2 separate regions of the Mus musculus genome follow, and region 2 is linked to region 1. The links are chromatin contacts, called in public Hi-C maps. All regions are on one chromosome and are shown on one strand. Each heading gives the region's core, a stretch centred on a gene start, on an enhancer-like site or on the middle of the called end of the contact. The rest is flanking DNA. Distances are from core to core; before and after follow the strand shown.

Region 1 (6,538 bases), core at 1,810-4,309:
CCGGCTTCCTGTTTCCCTTCCGTCTGTCCCATCTATGCAGGCTGTCATATTTCACCAGGCCATATTGCAAATCAGACAAGTTCAGCCAGTCAGGTTGAGGGATGGAGGTGAAAAGGCCCAGTGGAAAACATATAAAGTGCAATTAGAACCATATGACCAGAGATATTGAAGCAATACTGGCTGGAAGCGCGCCAAGTGAAAGTCAGACCTCGTCTGGTGTTACTGAGACTATCCAGCGCGTTTGGGACAGCACACACCATTCTTTAAACACTGTATTCTTTTCTTTCCCCTCACAGAAAAAGTTACCAAAGAAGTTAAGATCTCATACTGTAATCAGCCTAGAACTGTATTTGTAACATAGTGAAAAAATATACTTGCCAAGATGAAATTGGGCATCTGAAACTTACTTCGAAAAGTATTATAAAATTAAACAAAGGTCAGTGTTATATCCACTGAGAGTCTTACGGGGGTTTCATCATGATCACAGTATTGAATCGGACACCTTTTGCATTTTTCTATGAAGTCTTTGCCTCTAAAGACCTCAAGTGTTTAGCAAGGCAAAAACAATCCATGGGTCTACTGTTGGACAAAAAGATGCTATGAAATACCAACTATCTCCCTAGCACATATGTTACACACAGCCCATACATGTTTGTGTCTCATAGGTTGTACCCAGCAGGCCACGGATGCATATATTTAAGGATGAACAGGCATGAAGAACCCTGACACTGTAAAAAGAATTCTGGCAAAAATCTTGGACTTTGCTGGATCTCTTACCATGGCCACTTCAGATCTATTTTTTCTTGTACTCCAAATGCCAATTACAACCAAGCATCAGAAGACAAATGAAACATAATTTTCTATACTGCTTTGAGATTCTATGGAAACAATTCAAGTTTGGCAAAGTCACTTACCCCCCAGGAACTGGATTCCCCCAGCCACTCTTCCTACAGTCCTGGAGATGAGTTCCGACACGCAGCAACCCATCAGGGCAGTGAGAGCCACCAGGAGCAACAGGCCGCAGCCAAGGCCTGTCACTATGGTACAGATCCTCCACTCGGTGCTGGGGATGCCCTGGAAGGAGGCATAGCGCCCACACTCCTCCACCATCACCATCATCTGCCGACTCTCATCGTGAACAGGATAGGAGCACCTCCGGAAAGTGCCAAAGGATACAGGCTTGCCTAGCTGAGACCCCCAGAGCCAGTATGGCATGAAGAACCCCACACAGGAGGTGGCAGCGGAAAGGAAGGAAAGCAAAGCCCAGATCACCCCAGTACAAGTCAGGCTGGACGCCATCTTCCAACAGGCAGTGCAATGAGGGTCCGCTGTGATTGCACTAAAGGTGTGAAGGAAGGCGTGTAGTCACAAGAAACTCCCAGGTAGTCCACCGCTCTTCAAGGCGTATGTAGCTACTTGCCGTAACAGAGTTTCAGTATTACCGCGATCAGCTTCTCATACTTTGGAGTGAAGATGGCTGGTGGCCCCTGGTAAAATGGAATAGGAAACAAGGAAAGCTAAGTATGTCTAGCATATTTACACGTCTCAAGAAGCTCCACGGTTTTCATTTAGGAAACTTCAAACTTCCTTCAACGCTTCAAAAGTGGGAAGAACTAATTCTCTCCATACGCATCTCTATACAAGTTTTGCCAAACTAGCTCAAAGCTTTTCCACGTCTTTATCTCCTGTAAAAATGCTCCCAAATTAACTCTGACAGCTATTTACTTAAAGAAACGAATGGCTTCTATTTGCCAAGCCAGTGAATTCATTTCACATACTCACATTAAAAGCAATGTAGCATTTTTTACTAGCAGGAGACATAATTCCGGATATTAAAATAAAATGGACCATACAGTAGTTTGTTTATTTGGCTTGCAAGTTCACACTTAGTTTCTAGCCACTCCTCGGCATCACTTGATGAGTGTGCCAACCAAGCAACATGATAGTGGGAACTTCATACAATTACAGAAGTACTGTAAATTTAACTAACAGTATTCACCACTCAGGTGTATACATTGGATATATAGTTACACACCCCCAGTTACTGTAAATTTAACTAACAGTATTCACCACTCGGGTGTATATATCGGGTGATATATAGTTACACACCCCCAGTACTCGATAACACTAAAAACGCCTTCTGTCTTAATTTTCCGGGGCAAATGTGTTCACGCCTCCTATTTTGACTCCTTGGCTTCAGTGCTTTCACCTGCTGGCCATTTCAGACCAAGCACTCACTCTTTTCCAATACCTAATGTCAAGTCAGCTATTCAAAAGGGTTCGATGAGGTGGGCTGGCTTGCACACCTGGCTACACTCTCCACAAAGAACACAGAAGAACACCCCCACCCCGTCGGGTTCCATCTGCAAACTGCTTCCAAACTCCAGTCTCCTACACTTTGCTCGCCCTCTGTTCTGGATTCTACCCAAAGGGGAGCTCCCTCTGGCTACGGTTTTTAAAATCGTGTCAGCTGTGAGCAGAGGCTGAAGTTGAGTTGGTCTGGGGGTTACCATTAAAGGTGGGGAGTGGGAAGAAAGGGACCTCTTTCTCAGCTGGAGTGAGTTACCCTAGTCCAGATGAACTTAAACCCACCATCCTCCCCCAAAACTGCTAGACGCACGCACCGCACCCTGGAGCACACAGGAACACACACAATGATCTCTGGATGCAAAGCGGCACGGGGAAGTTCTTGCAGCCGGCTCTGAGAAAGGGACGGATAAGGATGGAAAGGAAGGCAGCACCCCCCGGAGGCCGACAGGACCTCAGCTGAACTATGCCACTCGGAAAGACAGGAGGGACCCGGGCACGGGGCCCCGGGGCGCGCTACTTACCCGGTCGGGCGGCGGCCGCGGTCCCTCGCGAGTCCCGGGCGCAGCACAACTTGCTGTCTTTCCCTGGCGGGGACAGCGCGGCACCAAAGAAGACTGTCTTTCTTGCCTTTGCCACTATCCCGACGGAGATCGAGGCGAGTCTGGAGAGCTGGGGTGGAGGGTCAGGGGGACCCACCCGGAGAGCCCGCCGGCTGCGGCCGTGCGGCCCGGGAACACGGTGGATGCCGGCTCCAGCTTTGGCAGGCGAGGCACGCGCCGCCTCTTCCCCGCCCTCCCTTTGCCGCTGTCCCCTCCCCTCGGCCCCGCCGCGCAGTCCTGGACGCGCGAGAGTGGGGGCGGCAGACAGACTGAGAATCCAGGGAGAAAGTTGCTCGCCTTCCCCGCAGCTCCCCGGGGGCGCCGAGGCCACACCCGACCCCTGTTTGCTTTTCTGGGTCAAACCCTGGGGTCTGGGGCTGCAGTGTTCGCGCGGCCTTTATGAGGACCAGGATGGGAAGTAGCCTCAGAGATGGGGAGAGCGATGTCTATGAGCTTTAAGGGGCTCTTGAGAAGTGGTCACTTTGGAGGGCAGAGAGCATGACGGGTGTGGACATAGGAAAGAGAAGGCTGGGCACGCCATGCGAGGCTGCTGGATTCCGTGGGGGCAAAGCCAGAAAGAAAGAAGGCAGGCTACTCCCCTGCCAGCCTCTCCCAACAGCTGCAAACCTTTGGGAACTTCTTTCAAGACATTTCTCTTCCTCTTTTTCCTCTTCCTCTTTCCTGGGTTTCCCCCCACTCCCTTACCTCCCCTCTCACCCTCTCTCCTCTTTCTGCTACCCTCCTTTCTCCTCCCGTCCCCTTCCCTGCCTCTTACCCACTCCACTCCCCAACCCATGATCAGCTTTAACATCTATCTACACAACCTTTGAATTTCCTTTCTGAAATCTGCTCCTTTTGATTTCTTCTCAGGCCCTGCCCAGTTCTGACTTGCCATCAGCCTTTTTAACCCTTCGGAAGCCAGAGCCGTATTCTGTGGGTGACTGACTGACCTCTGGAGTCTCCACAGAGGACAGTTATTTTAGGAAGCTGCCATCTGGGACCAGCAACTTTTGAAGTACATACTTGCCTAGATGCAGTTTTTGTGATGTGCCTTTTTCAAAGCAGCTGGAAGTAATAACTGGGTAGGAATATATTTCATAATAAAATTTCGAGTGCACCATTGAATTGGGCGGCATCAGCTGGAGACAGGTTGTTTCAGGATTGTTTGAAAGGTTTTAAGTGATTGATTCCAAGCCTTTCCTTTGTAGGAATAGGATACAGGTAATGAGCCTCCCAGGAAAGCGATGTAATACACATTAAGTTTATCACAATAGTCTTGAGAAGAGGAAAGAATAGTTCCTGGGAGACATTTGGCAGAGTCTGGAGATATTTGGGGTAAGCATGACCCATAGACTGGGAAGGCCCTACTGGCAGCCAGTCCATAAAGCCAGGAGTCTGCTCTGTAACTACACAGGGCACACCCAGAATCATCTAGCTTGAAGTGTGAGTAGGGCCAAGGCTGGGAAGTCATGTTTCAAAATGTCACATGGTTTTTAGCTCACCCATGAACCTCAGGTTTAGAGATCTGGATTTGAAGTTTTCCTTTGTTAACGTACGTTTTTTAACTCTGCTTGTGCAAATCACCAGTTATTGAGCATGGTGGCCATATAATAACAGGTCTGACTTGTAGCTAAATACCACCGCCTGGCTATCACATATCTCATATCTATGTAATGTGGAGGTAGCAGATACCAGCCTAGACAAAATTATACAGTGGCAGCCAGACTCACCCACACACAAACACTCACTCACACACTACCCACCGGGTATCCAGTCTAGGACACTTTCTCAAGCTTAGAGGAGCTTGAGAAAGTGACATGGATTGCCAAGGAGGCGTCCGTTGCAAATTCTTTCATTACTGCGTGTCAGTACACTGGGTGTATGAATAGATGACTTCATCTAATTCTCAAAAAAAGGGAGAGAAAAGCCACGAAGGCAGTTATCATTTCACAGAGAAACAGCTGATTAACCTGTAAGCATATGATTAAAACACAGACTTCTAAAAAAAAGAAATCTCATTATTTGCATTCTATTAAGTAATGTAAACATTACCGGAGAGGTTTGGCTAATATGAAAAAGGAAGAAATGAAGAAGTCAAAAGCTTAGAATCCTATCAGAATGAAATATTCATCATGTGTGGAGTCCTTGTGGGCTGCACTTCCTGGGACTCGACATTCCAACTCAGACGAGTCTGTCCCCTCATTTGTAAAACAGAGCTTGAAACCAATTCCATTTAATGTTTCTGAACTGTCAGTGTGATGGCAATATGGGCACTCCTACCTCGGAGAAGGGAGGTAGGGGTCATCTAATCTGTGCAAGTGGGTGACTGCACAGATGAGGTGACAGGTCTGGATCCTTCCAGTGTCTCACTCAAGGCAGCTATAGAATCACAACTCATTTCTTTTTCATCCCACCATATAATTATCTTCTCAAGCTATAAAATCTTCTGAATTACCCTCCAGATTCTGGCATGTATACTTTACCAGCACATGCATTATGCTATCTTTGAAAACCTTTGCATTCGATTTACATCTTCAAAGGATCCCTAAGTTTCTTCACAGCCGGAAGTTCCCACACAGCAGATGCTGATGTACCTCCTGCTCCAGGCTCGGGAGCAGAATGTTTGCCTTAAGCAGGGCTATTGAGTAGTCAGATGGTATCATGGAGGTATGGGAGACTGTGGGCATTCATGACAACACTTTCAGTTGCTTATCCAATGTTACTTCCAATCCCGCCCCCTTTGTTCAACAGATGCTCCTCTGACTTCCCTTAAACTCCGTGGTGGTTACTCAATGTCCCTGTAGCCAATGAATCTACTAAGGAGAACTTGGGGGAAAATACTCCGTGCTCAAGCAGGGAAGCCTGAGAGATTGTTTCCCCCATCTTCCTGGCTGTCTTTGCTCCTGTTCTTAAAGCATTAAATGTTTGGCATTACAACAACCATCTTGTATTTATGAGAATAGGAAGGCTATAGGGACATGACCCAACATTCTCACAATGTCAGCTCCTTATTTCCTTTTGAATTTTCTTTCTGATGGAATGATGGGCATGTGCCACCATGCCTAGACCCTTGTGAATAGTCCTGAGTAAACAATAAAGTGTTCATATGGTTTAAATCACCGTAAGTTGCGTGTTTCTTCTAATAACTGTATCTCTCATTAAGCACTATGGATACTGCATATGCTCAATGACAGTAATATACACAAGTCAACTTGGTACTATGGTGCTTGGCAAGGTGGGTACAGCAGAGCCTCACTAACTGAAAGTGGACAGAAGAATTAATGAACAGATTAACATCATGTGATTGCTATACTTGCTGTGGTGCAAGTGGAATTTCCTTTAAACAAATAAGGTATGCTACATAAGTCACTGATGTAGTGGTGAAACACGGGGAACAGAACCAAGCACTTCTGACCCCCGGGGAGAGGAACAAGAGATTTCTTTAGTTCCTATCTGCTGGAATCACCGTTGTCTAGCTGGTCCACCTTCACATCCTGTTCTCTCTTCCCCATCTTTTTCTCTTAAGAAAGCAGCAAAAGCTAAAAATCTTCTTTTCTAGCCTACACATAGGGTCAAGTGGAGATGTCACAGTTCTGAGAAATGATGATGGGGCCTTTGCATGCAGTCTC
Region 2 (6,595 bases), core at 2,338-4,837, 110 kb before region 1:
CCTTCAGAAGGCACCAATCCTCCCTAGTCCTTAGAAGCCCTGGAGAATGAACAGCAACCACAGTGCAGGTGATGAGTGGGCATCTTTGTCCACAAAGCGACTCAGATGTGGTTAATTTCTCCCAAGATAAGTATGTCTGTATTGGTTCCTCTTCATTACCAACTTGACTGGATTTAGAATCTAAATTCTAAAACCAAAAAGGCATGTCTGTGAGGGTGTCTGGAGAGGTTTAACTGAGGAGGGAAGATGCAACCTGAATGTAGGAGTCCAAGACTGAAAACAAAGGTACAAAAGAGAAACTGAGGTGCTGCTTGCTAACTGTGGGCACAGTGTGGCCTGCTGCTTCACACTCCAGCTACCTTATGCTCTAAGCAGCCCTGGGCTCCAGCTGCCCCCTCTCCAGCTGCCTCACACCCCAGCTGCCTCCTTCCCTACCTCCAGCTGATTCACACCCCAGCTGTCCCCTTCCCCCTCTCCAGCTGCCCCACACCCCAGCTGCCTCCTGCTCCAGCTGCCTCACGCCCCTGCTTCCATGCTTTTCCTTTAGGATGGACTGTATCTTTTCAACTGTGAGTCAAAACAAATCCCTTTCCTCTTTGACTTGCTTTTAATCAAGTATCTTGCCACAGCAACAACAACAACAACAACAACAACAACAAAAAGAAATAGTTAATGCAAGGCTCAATTTCAGTTATTTCATTAGATTTCTGATCCAGACTGTGAAGCCCACAGACAATTTATTTCAGATATACTAACACAGTCTGCTCTGCCCCTTGACTCTTGTTTGCCAAGATCCCTGCTTCAGTCGTTTTTTAAGGATCTGTTACAACAGACCTGCATTCAACAATGAAGTAACTTTTCTGCAGGTATGGGTAGAAAGTGCAAAGGAAAAGAAAAAAAGGTTATTTAAAATGCATGCATGCCAAACACTAGTCCAGTACTAGTGAAAGTGGTTTGCCAAAAGAACATTCCAAATGGCTGAGTGGCCCAAGTGAGGACATTCCTAAACAGTGGCTCTGAATAAGAGCCTTTATATGTCTTGTAAATATCAGCAGGTAACCTTGTGGCTTGCTGCTGAACTTACACCAAACTCCCCTAGGGACAGATTTATAATCAACAGTCAGAAGTGCAGTGGGGAATCTTGGGAAAGAGTGTTATTTAAATCAATTTAAAACTGAATTATCATCAATATGTTGGGGTCTCCTTTTGTTCTTCCTGTATTGCTCCAGAGGACATGAAGTCCGACTTCTTTTTGTTAGCTCCTGCAGAAAAACAGACACATGAGGAAGACCATCCTAGAACTAGATGGTCATTTAGTAAGTTTCTAGTTACACAAAATGTCCTCAATATATCGGGACTGAGACTGGAGAGCGTTGCCTATGCAAACACTCAGCCATTGATTCTGGAGCAATGGTGGGCACTTTTATCTCCTGAATAAGACTGCAATTGGAACATCAGGAGAATTCGACCTTAAAGCTTTTGCTTAGAGCTATGTTGTGACTATGGCTCCTTTGAGCCACAGTAAGAAACACTCTATACCTTCTGGTGATAATGACATACAAAAACGTTTATATACTATTACTTTAGGAAGAAAGAAAGGTGCCATAGGCCTGTGGTAACAACCCAGCTTCCCTATTTTGTAGGTCTGTTTAGACAGCAACACAAGTTGTTTTCCAGACTCATTGAGAACCTGTCTTTATCTTCTTATTGTCCTTTGAACTGACTCAATGTCACTTTTTACAGGAGAAGAAACTTGGCATGGTGAATAGGTAGCAGCTTCTTATATCTGGATTTGACTTCTAGTTCATGATTTGAAATGCAGTATTATCATTTTTCCTCTTGTTGCTTAAGCGACTCTCTCTTTTTATATAGAAAACGATACTTTCTTTCCTTCTTCCTCACCCTCCTAGACTCAAACCATTAAGTTATTCTGACTTTTTAAAGTATTCTTAGGTTAATTTTAATACCGCAAAACACAAAGGCCGAGTTAGCTCTGAAAACAAACACCTATTGAGCGGTTTCACATGAGGCCTTGAGATACATATTGGCTAGAGGAGGCAGCAAGGTGACATCTCTGCTCACAAGGGGCTGTGGATGGGTTGTGGGGACAGGCACAGGCTACAAACAGCAGCATTTCTCCTGATGTGCAATGTCGTAACAGCAGATAGAAAGGAGAGATGGGACAGATTGTGCGGAGCCCATGAGAGCCTCCCTTGTGTCCATGGTAGATCTGGTCCTGCAAAGAAGGAATTCATTTTGAAGCTCAGTACTCCTTACATTTTGCATTGAGCTTATTAAAAATAGAGCCCAACGTTGCTTTTTGAGAGACTCATATATACCCTAGCTCAGATGTGACCCAGAAATCTGGGCTTCCAATGTGCTTTCCATCTGATCTCTTTCCAAATGGCCCCAGGATTCTGCTCAGAGAGCTACACAGCAGATGGGATGGGTAGTCAGGGTGGGGGTAACATATCAGGCAGAAAAAGCCATCTGGGAGAGAAGTAGGCCATACAGGAATGGAATGTATGGGAAGCTGCAGTGAAAAAGTCCATAGTCTGAGTGGGGCCTGATCATGACTTCTTACTTACCACATGCAGGAGCTTAAATATGACCCTAAGCAATGTAATGGCGTAATGTGAATGAGAAATGAGATTGCATGTACCTAATAACCTCTTAACACTTATTTTAGCTGATTCACAAATACGTGAAGATTGAGCCAGGCATGATGGCATATGCCTATAATCCCAGCATTCAGGGGGCAGGTGGACCACAGTTTTCAGGCCAGCCTAGACTACCTAGAAAAATAGCAGGATTCTATCTCAAAACAAAACAAAATGAAAAAACAATAATAATTAAAAAAAAACCCAAGCAATCAGTATTCAACCAGAAAACAAATAGAAAACCAACCACCATGAAATTGTACATATCACAGGGCCCCATATGGTGGATTGATATAGGTATGAATCCTTTAATGATTAGGTCAAGGTAAATATATGCATAGTCTTGGACTATTGTCACTTATGGCGAAAACCTTGAAATATTGACTTCTAACTTTTGTAGATTATTCTCTGTATTGCCCAGATGTGTAGTTGCACACTATTACCCATCACTCCTGACTGAAGCTTGGTAGTTTGAGAGCAGCCTTTTCCCCTCCTCTGTTCTCCCCAGCCCTTGCTGACCCTGCCACTATGTTCTTACATTGAATTAAATCATGCTTTTTCAGATGCCAAATATGAATGAGATCTGCTCTTCCTGCGACTGGCAAGTGTTGCTTAACACGGTCATCTGCAGGTGCACAAGACTGGCATTCATCCTTTCTAGGGCTGGATGGTATCCCATGATCCCATGGTGTGCATACAGCACACTTTCTTTATTTGTGCATTTAGTGGTAGTTTCTCAGCTAAGTATTGTCTTCATTTGGTTCTCGTTGCTGTGATAAAACCCTGACCAAAAGCAACTTAAGAGAAAAAAGGGTTTGTTTCATCTTACACTTCCTGGCAACTGTCCATCATTAAAGGAAGCCAGGGTAGAGACTCAAGTCAGGAACTCATAAGCTGGAATGGAAGCTGAGGTCAAGGAGGAATGCTGCTTACTGGCTTGTCTGTTTTCTTATACGGTTTAGGCCCACTTGCCCAGAGGTGGCACGACTCACAGAGAGCTGGACCCTCCCACATTAATCACCAATCAAGAAAATTCCCCACATACATGTCTACAAGTCAATTTAAGGAAGCAATTCCCCAATTGAGGTTCTGTCTTCTCAGGTGATTCTAGTTAGGTCAAGTTGACACCAACGAATAATTCTTAATGACAAGTGGAGGCTCAATCCTTATAAATTTGATTAAGTTGGTGGAATAATCACACAATAATACCCGTTGCATTGTTTTGAAAGTAAACATTAATGTCAGAATAGAATGAGTTAAAAGGGTGCTGTGTTGGCAGCACGACTGACCCCAGATAAAATCAGACAGCTCATGAATGCTACAGAGACCATCTATAAGCCACCTACAGGACTTTCCAAGACAACCTTCATTTTCCATAGGCACCATGATGCCAGCACAACTGTGCAACCCGAAGCAACGGCTGTTGGAGATGCTGAGTGACATCATAGGAAAGGCGTCTCAGTGGTCAGCGAACAAACAAAGCCAGAGCAGTTACCAGTGAAAAGTTAATGTTATCATGGCCCTCCACCCCGCATCTCCACGCAGCAGGACAGACAACAGCATGTGGGCCTGCCGTGAGGAATGAATTGCTGACTATACTTACTCCCCCTGGTCTCAAAGTGCAGCAGATGACTCAGATAAAGAAGTTCACAGCACTGGAGGTGAAAACTAATACAGAAAACAGCAACCTTGAGCTTACACCTGTGACTAGGCATGGTACCAGCAGTGCTTTTTGCTTTATGCCATCTAAAAAAAGCTATTCTTTCATATAAATGGAGTATTTGTTGTTTCTATTAATCAACTGTAGCCAAACATATAATTTATGCTGTTCTTAGCCTAAAGGAGTGTCTGTGAGTCTGGCTCCATTGCACAAATGTCAACCTGACTGATCCAAGTGGTACTTAAACATTTTTTCTGAGCATGTCTATAAGTGTATGTTTCCAGATGAGATTATCATTTAAGTCACTAGATGTAGGGAAGAAAACCTTCCCTATTTGAGCTACTATTCTACAATCCCAGGTAGAGAAAGCAGAACTCACTCTCTCGCTTTCTATCTGTCAGCAGGAACATTAGCCTGTTGCTGCTCTTGAACTTGGATTCATACCATGGCTCCCTGTCTTAGTTGGGGTTTTATTACTGTGAACAGACACCATGACCAAGGCAACTCTTGTATGGACAACTTTTAATTGGGGCTGGCTTACAGGTTCAGAGGTTCAGTCCATTATCATCAAGACGGGAACATGGCAGCATCCAGGCAGGCATGGTGCAGGAGGAGCTAAGAATTTCTACAACTTCATCTGAAGGCTACTAGTAGAATACTGGCTTCCAGGCAGCAAGGATGAGTCTTAAAGCCCATGCCCACAGAGACACGCCTACTCCAACAAGGCCACACCTACTCCAACAGGGCCACACCTTCTAATGGTGCCACCCACTGGGCGGAGCATATGCAAACACTCATACTCCCCTAGTTCTCAGGCTCCTGAGAGAAGTCGACTTTTACTAGAACTATACTCATCTTCTTAGGTCTCCAACTTGCACATAAGGTCCCGTGAGACTTCTCAGCTCTAAAGTTACATGAGACAGTTCATATATGTAATGGAGACCCAATAGATATTTCTATGTGCATATTAATATATAATAGGCAGATAGATGACAGATTTTTATATGTATGCATTATATGGAGTAATCCCATATCTTGAATTATTACTGCATTTTATTTTATAGTTATAACTTTTGTTTTCAAATGTTCATATTATGAACATGTATTCATATTTTAAAAATGAACAGAGTTTACTGAATGACACTTAAATCTGAAAAATAGTTATGTTACCCAAGAGACTTATTTGAACATCCACTAAAAGGTGGAAGGATTTCTGTGGCCTAATCTCTGCCATGTCTCAGTTCTTAAGCCCTCAGTGAGCATCCTTGCTTGCCTGGTTTTCCCTTAGGGAATTGTGTTTGATGCAAAGAACTGAGACACTGCTCCAGTTACTGTGACTTTGCAGCTCAACCAGAAAACGAAGCCTTTCTGTGTCCCTAACTCCAGTCTAACATTAAAACGTTTCACACACACATACACACACACACACACACACACACACACACACACACACACACACAGAGAGAGAGAGAGAGAGAGAGAGAGAGAGAGAAAGAGAGAGAGAGAGTCCAAAGCCCTGTCTTCCTGGTTACTTTTTTTTTTTTAAACACATCATCCAATTCTTCCCCAGACAATAGCGTTTGATGATATCATGGTAAAGTCGTGGTATAGATTCCATTTCCTTTATTTTTATTTTTTTAAAGATGGAAACTGATGCAGTTTTCCTCCCTGGTTTTGGAATCCAAGTGGACCCAATTTAAGAGTTTATAGAAGCATCAAAAATCGATGAGCAGAGAAAGAAGATAGAGACACCAATGTAAATAGCTATTGACCAAGATCTGGGAATGGGCCAAAATATTCACCCAGCACATCCTCGGATCTTGCATTAGGAAGGGAGAGACACAAGACGGACTGCGTCTAGCTTTCCCTCTGGCAGATTTCAGGTGTTTAAGATAGCTTAATCCTTACCTTTCAGATTACTGACTGGGTCACAAGAAATATCACTGACATTTTTAGTTAAATGATTAGGGTTTTTTGTTTTTTTTGTTGTTGTTGTTGTTGTTGTTGTTGTTATTTTGTTGGTTTTTTTTTTAATCTAAAAACATCCATTAGGAGGAAGACCAATACAAAAATTGGTTTTTCTAGGATGCTATTTCTCTATACTTATTAATTATAGAATTCCATCTGAGATATGGCTTTATGCCCACAAGCCTCTTTCTTTTTGCCAATCCAAGCCTCCTTAAGCCGCAGGTTCATATGTTGCCTCCTAAGCACTTGGACAGCCAGCAGGGACTCTCAGTGCCTAATTCACACATTCTTTGTGTGGACCCAGGGA

The links. Hi-C and Micro-C count contacts between places; a contact is called where the count stands out from the background.
Region 2: a contact with region 1 is called in a Hi-C map of cerebellar granule neurons, with 4 times the contacts expected there. The contact joins the enhancer-like site here to the promoter of Lhfp in region 1. A contact is called at or near these places in 1 of 39 promoter capture datasets (3T3-L1-derived adipocytes), 1 of 15 datasets of contacts at CTCF or cohesin (pro-B cells), 19 of 484 Hi-C or Micro-C datasets (the C2C12 cell line, the HL-1 cell line, Sertoli cells and 12 more), 8 of 115 datasets of contacts at active chromatin or transcription factors (T-cell acute lymphoblastic leukemia, cardiomyocytes, embryonic midbrain and 4 more) and 1 of 9 other capture datasets (adipose tissue).

Annotation. Positions count from the first base shown.
Region 1 is chr3:53,038,068-53,044,605 of GRCm38.p6, reverse strand. It overlaps Lhfp (lipoma HMGIC fusion partner), which reads right to left and starts at 3,059. Exons shown (of 4, transcript NM_175386.3): 1 at 2,832-3,059; 2 at 915-1,487. The coding sequence starts at 1,299.
Region 2 is chr3:53,145,668-53,152,262 of GRCm38.p6, reverse strand. The region is part of intron 2 of Lhfp (lipoma HMGIC fusion partner); the gene reads right to left. Among named protein-coding and RNA genes, the nearest start is that of C130075A20Rik, 57 kb to the right of the region's middle. Within about 2 kb of position 3,587, at least 13 of the 459 cell types and tissues checked have an H3K27ac peak or open chromatin away from gene starts, as enhancers often do. A contact at or near this core is called in the C2C12 cell line, cerebellar granule neurons, cerebellum and 1 more, where this site is marked.